Linked DNA regions of Bicyclus anynana: region 1 is linked to region 2. The links are chromatin contacts, called in public Hi-C maps. All regions are on one chromosome and are shown on one strand. The core of a region is the stretch at or near the end of the contact, and the rest is flanking DNA. Distances in the headings are between cores, read along the strand shown.

The links. Hi-C and Micro-C count contacts between places; a contact is called where the count stands out from the background.
Region 1: a Hi-C map of whole body shows a contact between it and region 2, with 2.2 times the contacts expected there. The contact joins two enhancer-like sites. A contact is called at or near these places in 2 of 2 Hi-C or Micro-C datasets (whole body and whole larva).

What each region holds. Positions count from the first base shown.
Region 1 is chr23:7,755,596-7,760,665 of ilBicAnyn1.1, forward strand. No RefSeq gene overlaps it. Among protein-coding and RNA genes, the nearest start is that of LOC112056174, 21 kb to the right of the region's middle. Within about 2 kb of position 3,571, at least 6 of the 8 cell types and tissues checked have open chromatin away from gene starts, as enhancers often do.
Region 2 is chr23:7,672,373-7,677,805 of ilBicAnyn1.1, forward strand. No RefSeq gene overlaps it. Among protein-coding and RNA genes, the nearest start is that of LOC112049022, 37 kb to the left of the region's middle. Within about 2 kb of position 3,634, at least 8 of the 8 cell types and tissues checked have open chromatin away from gene starts, as enhancers often do.

The DNA of each region.
Region 1 (5,070 bases), core at 2,321-4,820, 83 kb after region 2:
TAGTATGGATACGCTACACAGTGATTGACCTTCAAAAAGCGACCCTGCACAGGATAGCGCAGTGTTGTCGACCTCCCAATGGTTTTCTGCAAAAAAATAGGTGTGTGTACCTCAGTGGCGAAGGATGGAATTTAGATGATGATAAGCCTCCCCAAAGGAAACGCGGCAGGCCATTAAGAAGATGGGAAGATGATTTGAAGGTGACAGCAGGAATACTTTGGAAAAGTAAAGTTCATGATCGCAAGGCATGGAAGATCTTGGGGGAGGCCTATGCCGAAAGGCAAGACGATTTACCGGTGTCGTAATTTTTTTATATTGTATAGTTTTTTATATTAAGGTAAATTGTTAATAAAGGCTATTATTATTATTATATATTATTATATAAGCCGTCCTAAAGAAAAGGAATTTAATTCATATAGCGAGAAAACTCCGGTTTCTCATAATATATTTATATGTACGACAATTTAATGCATGATTTTTATAGGTAACCCGACAGGAATCGGCTTGTATAAACACTTCGCCGCTGGTGTATCTAGGTATACTCTACTTCCCGTGTAAAGACAGTGCGAATCGCCGGTGTAACGATTAATAATAATAAATGTTCTTCATACGACTCGGTTGTTTGAACACATTGTCCTTCACACAATGTATGTTTTTGCCGTTTTTACGTACTTCCAGTATTGTTTGAAAACTGTGAAATGTAACTCTTTTGTTATTCCTTTGCGACGTTTGGTCTCGAAAACAAATAAATGAGAGATGTATATGTTTTGAACGAGAACATTCTTATGGTAATAATGAAACACAATTATCTCCAACGATGTTTTACTAAGGATACTTTATAGATGACTAGATGAGAGAATGGGGATGATGACTAGGATTGAATATATTGATTTTTATGATACATTCGGGTAAATAAGGTCAATGTTAATTAATTTTAACATAAAAAGCAAAGATTCTCTGGATATTGGCAATATAAATGAGATTATAAAATTTGAAAATCTATTAAAAACCTTTTATCGTAATTAGATGAAATTTCATACAGTTTTAGCTTCCTTACATTAAATGTGACATTTTTGAATACTGGAACTATAAACATAAACTAACAAATGACTTAGATATTAGTAATTTTGTTTGAACGCACATACAAATCTAACGATCATTACATTACCTACGACGTCATTAGTTCGTGCCATTTTGTATGGGGCGTTTTTCAGGGATCCGCGACAGCGCCGCAAATCTGACCCTCAAATCCCTGTAGCACCGAAAGTAATGATCGCAGATACCCTGTTACTTTTACAAAATTGCTTTACTGTTAGCATACTCTTAATTTATATACAATTTAAAAAACTGTCATCCCTATTATGGTTAGCATAAGGGATTTGGGAACACGAGGTCCTGGGTTCGAATTCTGGCTCGGGCTACATGAGAGTTTTCTTTCTTCAATGAAATTTTTAGTTTAAATTCAGCCCTGAGTTGGCAAGATGGTACACCCCCGTGCCTCGTAGTGCAGGTTAAGCCGTCGGGACTGGTCACTATCATTAATATCTAACAGTGGTTGTTAAAGAAACATTATTACTCTAAACCCGCCAACCTGCAATGTAGCAGCGTGGTGGGTCTAAGCACCATATCCCCCCTCCTATTAGGAAACAGGCCTGACTCTATAGTGGGCCGTTTTTTTATTATTTACTAGTTAGCCCTTGACTGCAATCTCACCTGATGGTAAGTGATGATGCAATTTATGGAAGCGTGCTAACTTGTTATAGGCGTAGGATGAAAATCCATTAGGGTTTATACACGGCATCGTACGTCTTTGCCGATGGTAACTAGCCAACTTAAGAAAACCTAAAGAGATCTTGGAATAATATCACATAATATTCATCATCAATTAAATTAGTCAGTATCTATACTGTCTTAAACGCTAGTGATGTTCCAGGCAGATCATTTAAGTTAATAAGAGAAAATAGTCAGCTTTTACTGACAGCTTGTAAAGGCGTCATGTTATATGCATGCGTTGCATTACAGAAGAATACATAAACATTGAGAATAATTGACGTTAGAGGCGACAAAGTCTCTGTCAGGGCTCGTGTGTCCATGCATTATGCATGCCCAGTGTCAAAGGAAAATGCTCAGGTTTCCGGTTTTATTATCATCTCGCTTGTATTCTCGCTCGCGCAAAATTTTCTCTACGCTACAGAATAATGTGAAAGATTTATGCGTTGCAAAGCTTTCGACATATTATTCATAACTGAATACAGAGTAGGTACTTTCATTCACCTATGATTAACTAGCGGACGCCCTGCGGTTTCATCCACGTTACTCCAGTCTCCGTGGGAACACGGGGTTAGAATATAACTTTTGTTACACGCCGATAATGTAGCTTTATTTTGAATTTTTAAAATCGGGTTAGTGGTTGCTTCGTGAAAGCGTAACAAACAAACTGATGTACGCAACGTATTTCGCCTTTACAATATTAGTGTGACTAGTAACGCCCCCAGGTTTCACACGCGTATAGTACCCGTTCCCGTTTGTGTTATATATTAATAGTGTTCTAAATAAGCACGCCAAGGTGAGGTCTGTCACAAAGAGTTTCATCATTATCAACTTATTCGAACGGCCTACTAAAGGGCCATACCTAGGTTAGACCGGACGTCTCGTTACCCGCTTCCGTGCGTGATAATCCTGCTCGGTAGGCGTCCGGACGTATTATCTGTCCCAATCCACATACGACTCAGACCAATTATTGTATAGGACCTGCCTCGCTAGACGTTACTTTTCTGTCAAAGTATATGATCAACGATCTAATGCGATTATAGAAACTGTCTCTATAGGATCGATGTTAAATAGTTGTAATCGTGTTCGTCGGTTAAAGAGCTTCGTAAAAATACCTTTTTGTGTAATTGAATTGTGTAAAAAACGGACAAAAACTTCTAGTTTAGTATAAGATTTAACCAAATCTAAGCTCGTTTTCCTCAGAAAATGACAGACAATTTTGTTCGTGACTATGAGTGCGATACAAGTCCTTCTATAATTGGTCTGAGACTTACGATTTAAGGAGGAAGCCTGAAAGTGGTGCCAGTGACTTAAAAGTTGCGGAGTATTAGTTAGCAACGCGGATGGGATCAAAAAAAAATGTTAAACCTCCCTACTTTAATAGGGGAATTGAAGCTTAGGCGTTACGTTTTTTTTGTTTTTATTCTTTACAAGTTAGCCCTTGACTACGATCTCACCTGATGGTAAGTGATGATGCAGTCTAAGATGGAAGCGGGCTAACTTGTTAGGAGGAGGACGAAAATCCACACCGCTTTTGGTTTCTACATGGCATCGTACCGGAACGCTAAATCGCTTGGCGGTACGTCTTTGCCGGTAGGGTAAAACTATTACATATCTAGTTGATATGTAATAGTTTTCAACTTTATCAATCAACATCATTGTTACGTCATTCAGGTGATACCTTGTAGGTATCCGTGATAAAAACACTTATATACGTCGATAACACACGTCACAGTACACTTTTCGTCAAGCGATATGTCACTTGCGTGACCTAAATGCTCAACCACCCATGGGCCGAGTAAACTGGTTGTGTGACGCGATCGTGCGACGGTATATAACGCTGGCCACACACAATCAAGCTTACTGTAACGTCTATGGGTGTGAAAAAACTACAAAAAAAAGAGGAGGTTCTAAATTCGTCGCGTTTTCTTTTATTTCTTTGTTACCTCATAACTTCGTCATTTATTAACCAATTTTGAAAATTATATTTTTTTTTGAAAGAGCATACTTCCACATTGGTCCCATTTAATTTTCATGAAAATTAGCTTGCTAATTTTGAGTTAAAATCAAAATAACTGAAATACGTCCTTGAAGTCGGTTCCAATATTATGTTTAAAAGATTATTACGCTACAGTGAGCTTGATTGTGTATGGTTGGTGTAATTACACTACGCACGTGAAACCATGCGTGAAAATACGCGGTTATGGTAATTATTATCGATAGGTAATCAATGTTTACGTAGTGTGCATGGCCTTCACAAATTATTATCAGTGATGCAAAATACCAAACCAAAATCCCCTGAGGCAAGGGCGTAATATTTTTTTTAACACATTTGCTCGTAAAGTATCGCTAATTTCAACAATTTCAATATCGTAATGTATCTGCTATGCACATATGCCGTAATGTAAACTGAAATGCACATGTGCCGTAATATAATACATAAACCTTAATCATCCGCCTAAAAACGAACGGTACTTTTTAAATCTTGGTAAAGAGTTTTTATGTCAAAAAAGTGCTCAACATTTTATGAGTAAAATTAACTTTGTGAGATAAAATATAATAAAAAAAAACATTTAATTCTTAATTTTAATAATTTGGAGAATAAATGTCAACCATTTATCTGTATCAGAAACACAAAAATATAAATTTACTTTATGAATAATACTGGCTGTTTTTGGACAAGCGTATCAAATGTCATCGTAAGGAAAACAGGCAAAGATGCAAATTAATATCAGAAAGTGTGTTCAAAGTGTATGTGTTATAAAACGTCGTATGACATACGTGCGCTTTGATAATTACAGCCTCTGCTTCCTTACTATAGCTCTCGCCTTTGGCTCGAGCTGCAATATCGCCTTAGCTGTAATTTTCAACTTACCGCACTTATATCATAATGTACTATTTCACCATCCATATGTGATATCCATATATGCCCCCCCCCTTCTGCTCTCCACACCCTTGCCGTGAGCTGAGGACTTAATACGAACCTACTAACCTATACAGCACAGATTAATATAAAACGAAGTGACTATTCATACAGAAACCGTAGGAATAAATTTAGTTTAATTACACGGTTACTGAATAAATTAAATATTCTTATTAATCCAACATTCCTTCATGACCTCTACCTCTGATTTCGAAGGGTGTTAGTTCGAATCCGATCCAATCCAACTTTTCATTATGTGCATTTTATTATCTGCTGTGTGAAGTGCCAGCGGGGTGGACCTAACCCCTCACATTCTGAGAGGAGACTCGAGCTCAGCAGTGAGCTGAATTTGGGTTTATAATAACGATGATGATTAT
Region 2 (5,433 bases), core at 2,384-4,883:
AAAGGTTAAGCCTTGAAATCCAGAGGGGTAATAGCGCCAGCGTGTTTGGGACCTTGCCTCTGGGTGAACATTTAGGTGGTGTGTATTTCTTATAATTATTTTATTTATTATACATTTAAATTGAATATACAGTTGCCAATAAAAAAACAGTTAATTTAGTAAGAAACAAAGTCAGGCGTTTATTTTCAGAAGTTTTCCAGGTAGAAGTTCCCAGAAGAAGTTCAATCTGACAGTTGAACCAAGGGAGGGTTAGTAACATATCTCCTCTAAGCAGTCATGGATTTTTGAAAGAGATCTGCCTCCCGTTACAACAACAGATACGACATTTTGCAGTGTCCATGGATTGGATCGTTGCTATTGGCAATAACTATATACAAAATTCTTTACAATACTATGTGTGACCGCAGAAAATAATCTTGTGGGTACGAGCATGACCATGGGAACATAAACAATTCGTAAACAGACCCATTTACGGTTTTAACACAATGATAAAAGTTCAATAACAAACAACATTGAACAATACAATCAATACGTTTAATGAACTAAGTACAGTTATTGAATTATGTACACAAACACATGGACGTGCGTGTTATCTATTTATAGATATCAACTGTATGCAAGTTGTGTGGCCTAGGGGTGATAGTGAAATGGAAAATAAGTATAACTCCACTGTCTTATGCATTAACTGACTCATCTATGTAAAACATTCTATGAAAGAGGTTTTTTATGAAAAAAAAAAACAAAGGCTTGCATTTGACTACAATGATTTTACTGATAGAAACTTAAGAAAGCAGTAATGTGGTTAAGTTGGAGAGGATGTCTATTCACCTTAAACCATTTTAAAAGGACCTGCTGGCCTATTCACAATTATTTTGGTCTTTATTAACAACCTATTAAAAAAAATCAAAGTACATGACAAAATGTCATGGACGTACTACGAGTATGTATATAATATCCACCAGTAGGTAAGCACCGATGACATTTATTACACAAAATCTCAATTTCGTATAATATGTTATCTAGCTTATATCAAAGATGGTGAATTAGCCTGCAGTATCGCACCCAGAGGCGTGATAGCCCATTGGATATGACCTTTGTCTTTTGGGTGTGGATTCGAATACGGTCCGGGGCATGCACTTCCAACTTCTCAGTTTTGTGCATTTTGTGAAATTAAATATCACGTGTCTCAAACGGTGAGGGAAAAACATCGTGAAACCTGCATATCTGAGAATTTTCTTAATTCTCTGCGTGTATGACGTCTGCTAATCTGCATTGGGCCAGCGTGATGGACTATTTGGCCTAGCCTAACCTAACTTACCCCTCTCATTTTGAAAGAAGACTCGATCTCAGCAGTGTTTCGAATATGGGTTGATAATGATGATGCTTGAGCTTGAATCTAAAAGACACGATCACACCTGATGGAAAGCAGTCTAGAGAAAGTGAGTCCAGGTTGAAGTTGAAGCGCAATTCCCTAAAAGGTGCATAATATTCACTCTTGTGTTGAAGGTTTTCAAATTGTAGGCGGCAGAAAACACAGATACCGGAAAGGCATTCTACAACTTTACTGTGTGAAATAGAAACATGGTTTCAAAACGTTTAATATTGAATTGGATGTCAATAATGATAAGGAGATAAAGATTAACTTACTGGCCCCAAAATAGATTGATAATTTAATAATTATGTACCGTGATAACTCTTCAGTGTAATGAACGGAGGAAAGGAGCGTTTTATATTGAATATGATTACAAACAAACGAAAGATGATCATAAAAATGAAATGAAAATGAAAAACCCTAACCCGGGACTGACAGCAAATGACATGATGGTAATCAATGATGATGATCGTCATGATTTGCGGGTGCAACAACTGGCCAGCTAGTGAAGAATGACAATTCACGCTTGACCAAATAACAGTTCAATTCAAAATCAAGTTAAACGCTAATTGTTCTAAAGATACATAGGAGTAGGACTGTTTCTCTAACTGTCCAATGGAGTCTAATGTAATCTCATACTGCTCTAGTCAATCTTTGACCTAATATTTTAGTGTAATAAATGAAGAACAGGAGCTTTATGAAATGAAAAACCCTAACCCAGGACTGACAGCAAATGACACGATGGTAACCAATGATCATGATTTGCGTGTGCAAGAACGAGCTAGCTAGAGAAGAATAAGCTTTACATAATGATAATTCACACTTGACCAAATAATAGTTCATTACAAAATTAATTTCTCTAAAGATAAATAAGACAGTTTTCTTATATGTTTAATGGAGTGTAATGCCATTTCCAATTCCATAAATTAATTCCAGTAATTCGTAGAGCCTGCAATGTAACTAGAGTAGTGTCCAATTGAAAGTCTTTTAAATCGGAAAGAGTTCATCAAGTAAGTGCAGTTCTTGCAAATGATTATCTGCACATGTTATAGAAAAAATAACAAAACCCAGTCTCTATGTATTAATTATCCATCATGCTGGTTCAATGCGGATTGGCAGTCTGTACACACGCAGAGAATTAAGAAAATTCTCTGGTATGCAGATTTCCTCACGATGTTTTCCTTCACCGTTAGAGACACGTGATATTTAATATCTTAAAATGCACACAACTGACAAGTTGGAGGTGCACGCCCCGGACCGGATTTGAACCCACACTCTCCGGAATATCTGGGCTATCGCGGCTCTCATCATAGTTACCTACATCTATATAATGTTGCAATCTTGATAAAGTATCTGGACAGATAATCATCAATTTTGGTAATCCGAATTTGATTGTATTATTTGTTTTTCCATCTTACCTTGGTAAATAATGCAGACGGGTAACTAATCCGATTATCGCTTATGACAATTTTAATAAGTTTTCCATTGTAGCAAATTTCAAGGCGTGATAAGTAATTAGTATTTTTTTATTTTATTATTTTATTTGGACATTAACAGATTACAATTAAATACAATACATGTATTATCAAGAACTAAACTAATAGAAGTATACATAATTGTAAATCTACTAGTACTCGTAGGTATTCACAGCATGCTTATTTAAACTACTATTAATTTAACAAATTAAAGAAAAAACAAAACCAAGGAAAAAATAACAGAAAAGGAAAAAAAACTAAAAAATAAAAATTATTATAACAAACAGAAATTAAAATAATATTTAAACTACTAAAAATGAAGAAACTAACATTAAAGTGAGGTTATTAAACCGAGTAAAGTGATAAAAACTAGATTTTTAATTTTGGTAATATTGTTATGCAATATTTATTCTACAACAGTCAAGTTAGGAGTAATCAATTTTATATTCATTCAGTAGGTACAGGAAATGAGTTGCGACGGAGGAGATGAAAATGCATCCCAGAGGAGAGGGGTGCTGCAAAACATCAATAAATGTGCCGTACAATGTTGTGAAATTGTAATCGCGAAGGATATCAGAACCGGCGCGCGGCGTCACAATATTCAGCGTATGTTTGCTTTACCTAATGCCACAGCCATTGTCTCCATTCAGGTACATTATACCTGCGTATATAACGTATACGATCTTAATTGTGACATCAAAACGGTTCCCCGATAACATTGTTGTTTACCGTGAACAATCGCGGGCCGCGACGCTGTGGACACAGTCCGTGACGCCAGCCCGCACACACGCGCAAGTCTGCGTGAAGCTATAAATTCGCGGCGCTCGCCGCCGCCCCGCACTTTGCTTTCGGCGATCGTAGAGAGCAAACGTTTACCTTTAACTCAGAAAAACCTTATCAATCATGGTCGTGAAACTATCACACGCTGCGTTGTGCGCGGACGTTTACCCGTCGCTTCAGATTCAGAAGTGTCGCGGACGGCAACTCGATTGCGTTGCGGAGAAGCGACAGAAGAAACAAGCATTGCCAGCTCTCGTTGAAGATGATTCCGAAGTCGAAGCTTTCGAGCCAGAAACTGAGAGGTCGTACATCTTGCACACCGAGGGTCTGCTGAGGAGGCAGAAGTCAGTGTCTCCGCAGCGAAGGGAGAGGATGCGCCGACAACTTGCCCTGCCGTCGTTGTCGGAAGACGAGGAGCCTTGAACTTCAGGCTGGAGAAATTGGGAAAAGGAGTTTATGCAGAGAAACAGATGGTCCTGTTTTCACGGTCCGCGGGTTCTTCGGTGAATCTCGCGCCAGATCTGCACGTTTACTGCAAAAAAGTGAATGTAATGTGACGGAACAGTTTTGGAAGCTGGTGTTAGTGTCTCTGTTTGGTTACGACAGATAAATGTCTAAATTGTAAACTGTGGTGTTAAAACCAATGTTGTAATTTGTCACCAACCGTTTCTACGCCGTTTTTATGTACATGTAATAAGTGTAAAGATAAATGTAAGGTCATGATAATAAATGTTGTGTTTTTATAATGAACTTCTGTATTTTCTTTCCAACTCCACCAAAACCTGCAATTAAGTAAGTAAATTATTTATCTAAAGTAAATTTAACTGCATTAAGTGAGGATTTGAATTTTATAAGATCTAGGAAAATAAAAAGTCAATATCAAAATAACAATTTTTAATTATACTAATGAAAAACCAAGGAGTTTCCGGTATATTAAATGTCAATAAATATGCTTTGCCTCTGGATATCGTAATAAACTAATTTGTTGTTAATTACACCATTAATATAAATTAAAGTTTAACCTTCAACCGTAAAATCCATTGAGTTAATAATTTATTTATAATTAATTACAATACGGTAGTTAAGTTGATGGTTAATAAATGTCTTGTAAATTACAAGTTATACCTACCTTTGATCTTGGCCTAAATACCTACTTGTCAACAATGCAAAAGTGTATCCTCAATATTATATTTACCATTTGAATCACCTGTTGGCCTATTCACTATTTTGGTCTTTATTAACAACCCATTAAAATAAACATCAAATTAATTGACAAACTCCACCAGTAAGCACCGGATAACATTTTTTACGTAGAATCTCAATTTCCATCAACTAGCTTATGTCAAAGATAGTGAATTAGCCTGCAGATCTACTTTGGTAGAATGGTTAAAGTTCTATAGATACTGAAACTAGTTGTGATAGACAAGATCCTGAGAGATTAACAACATAATTAACAAATTAACCAGAGACAAGAGGAACTTATTTGTTTGTTTCTGTTGTCATAATCACTACCAGTACCAATACGCATGCACGGATGTTAAAAAGTAAATCCTTGAAACATGATAATAAGAGACACGCGATAAAAACTTCTTTTAGTTCATTTATTAGAGAATTAATTTTTTAAAATTTGACGCTTAAGCTTGGGAAATTAAACTTAAACAGAAACTACAAAATTCGGACTTTTAATTTGGGCTTTGAGCTTTTAGGTTTACTAACTTATCCTAATAACAATACAAATCATGCCCACATGGAATGCAGTAAGGCTGCATTTCCGCGTTGGCATTTCGATCGAATAATACATAATTC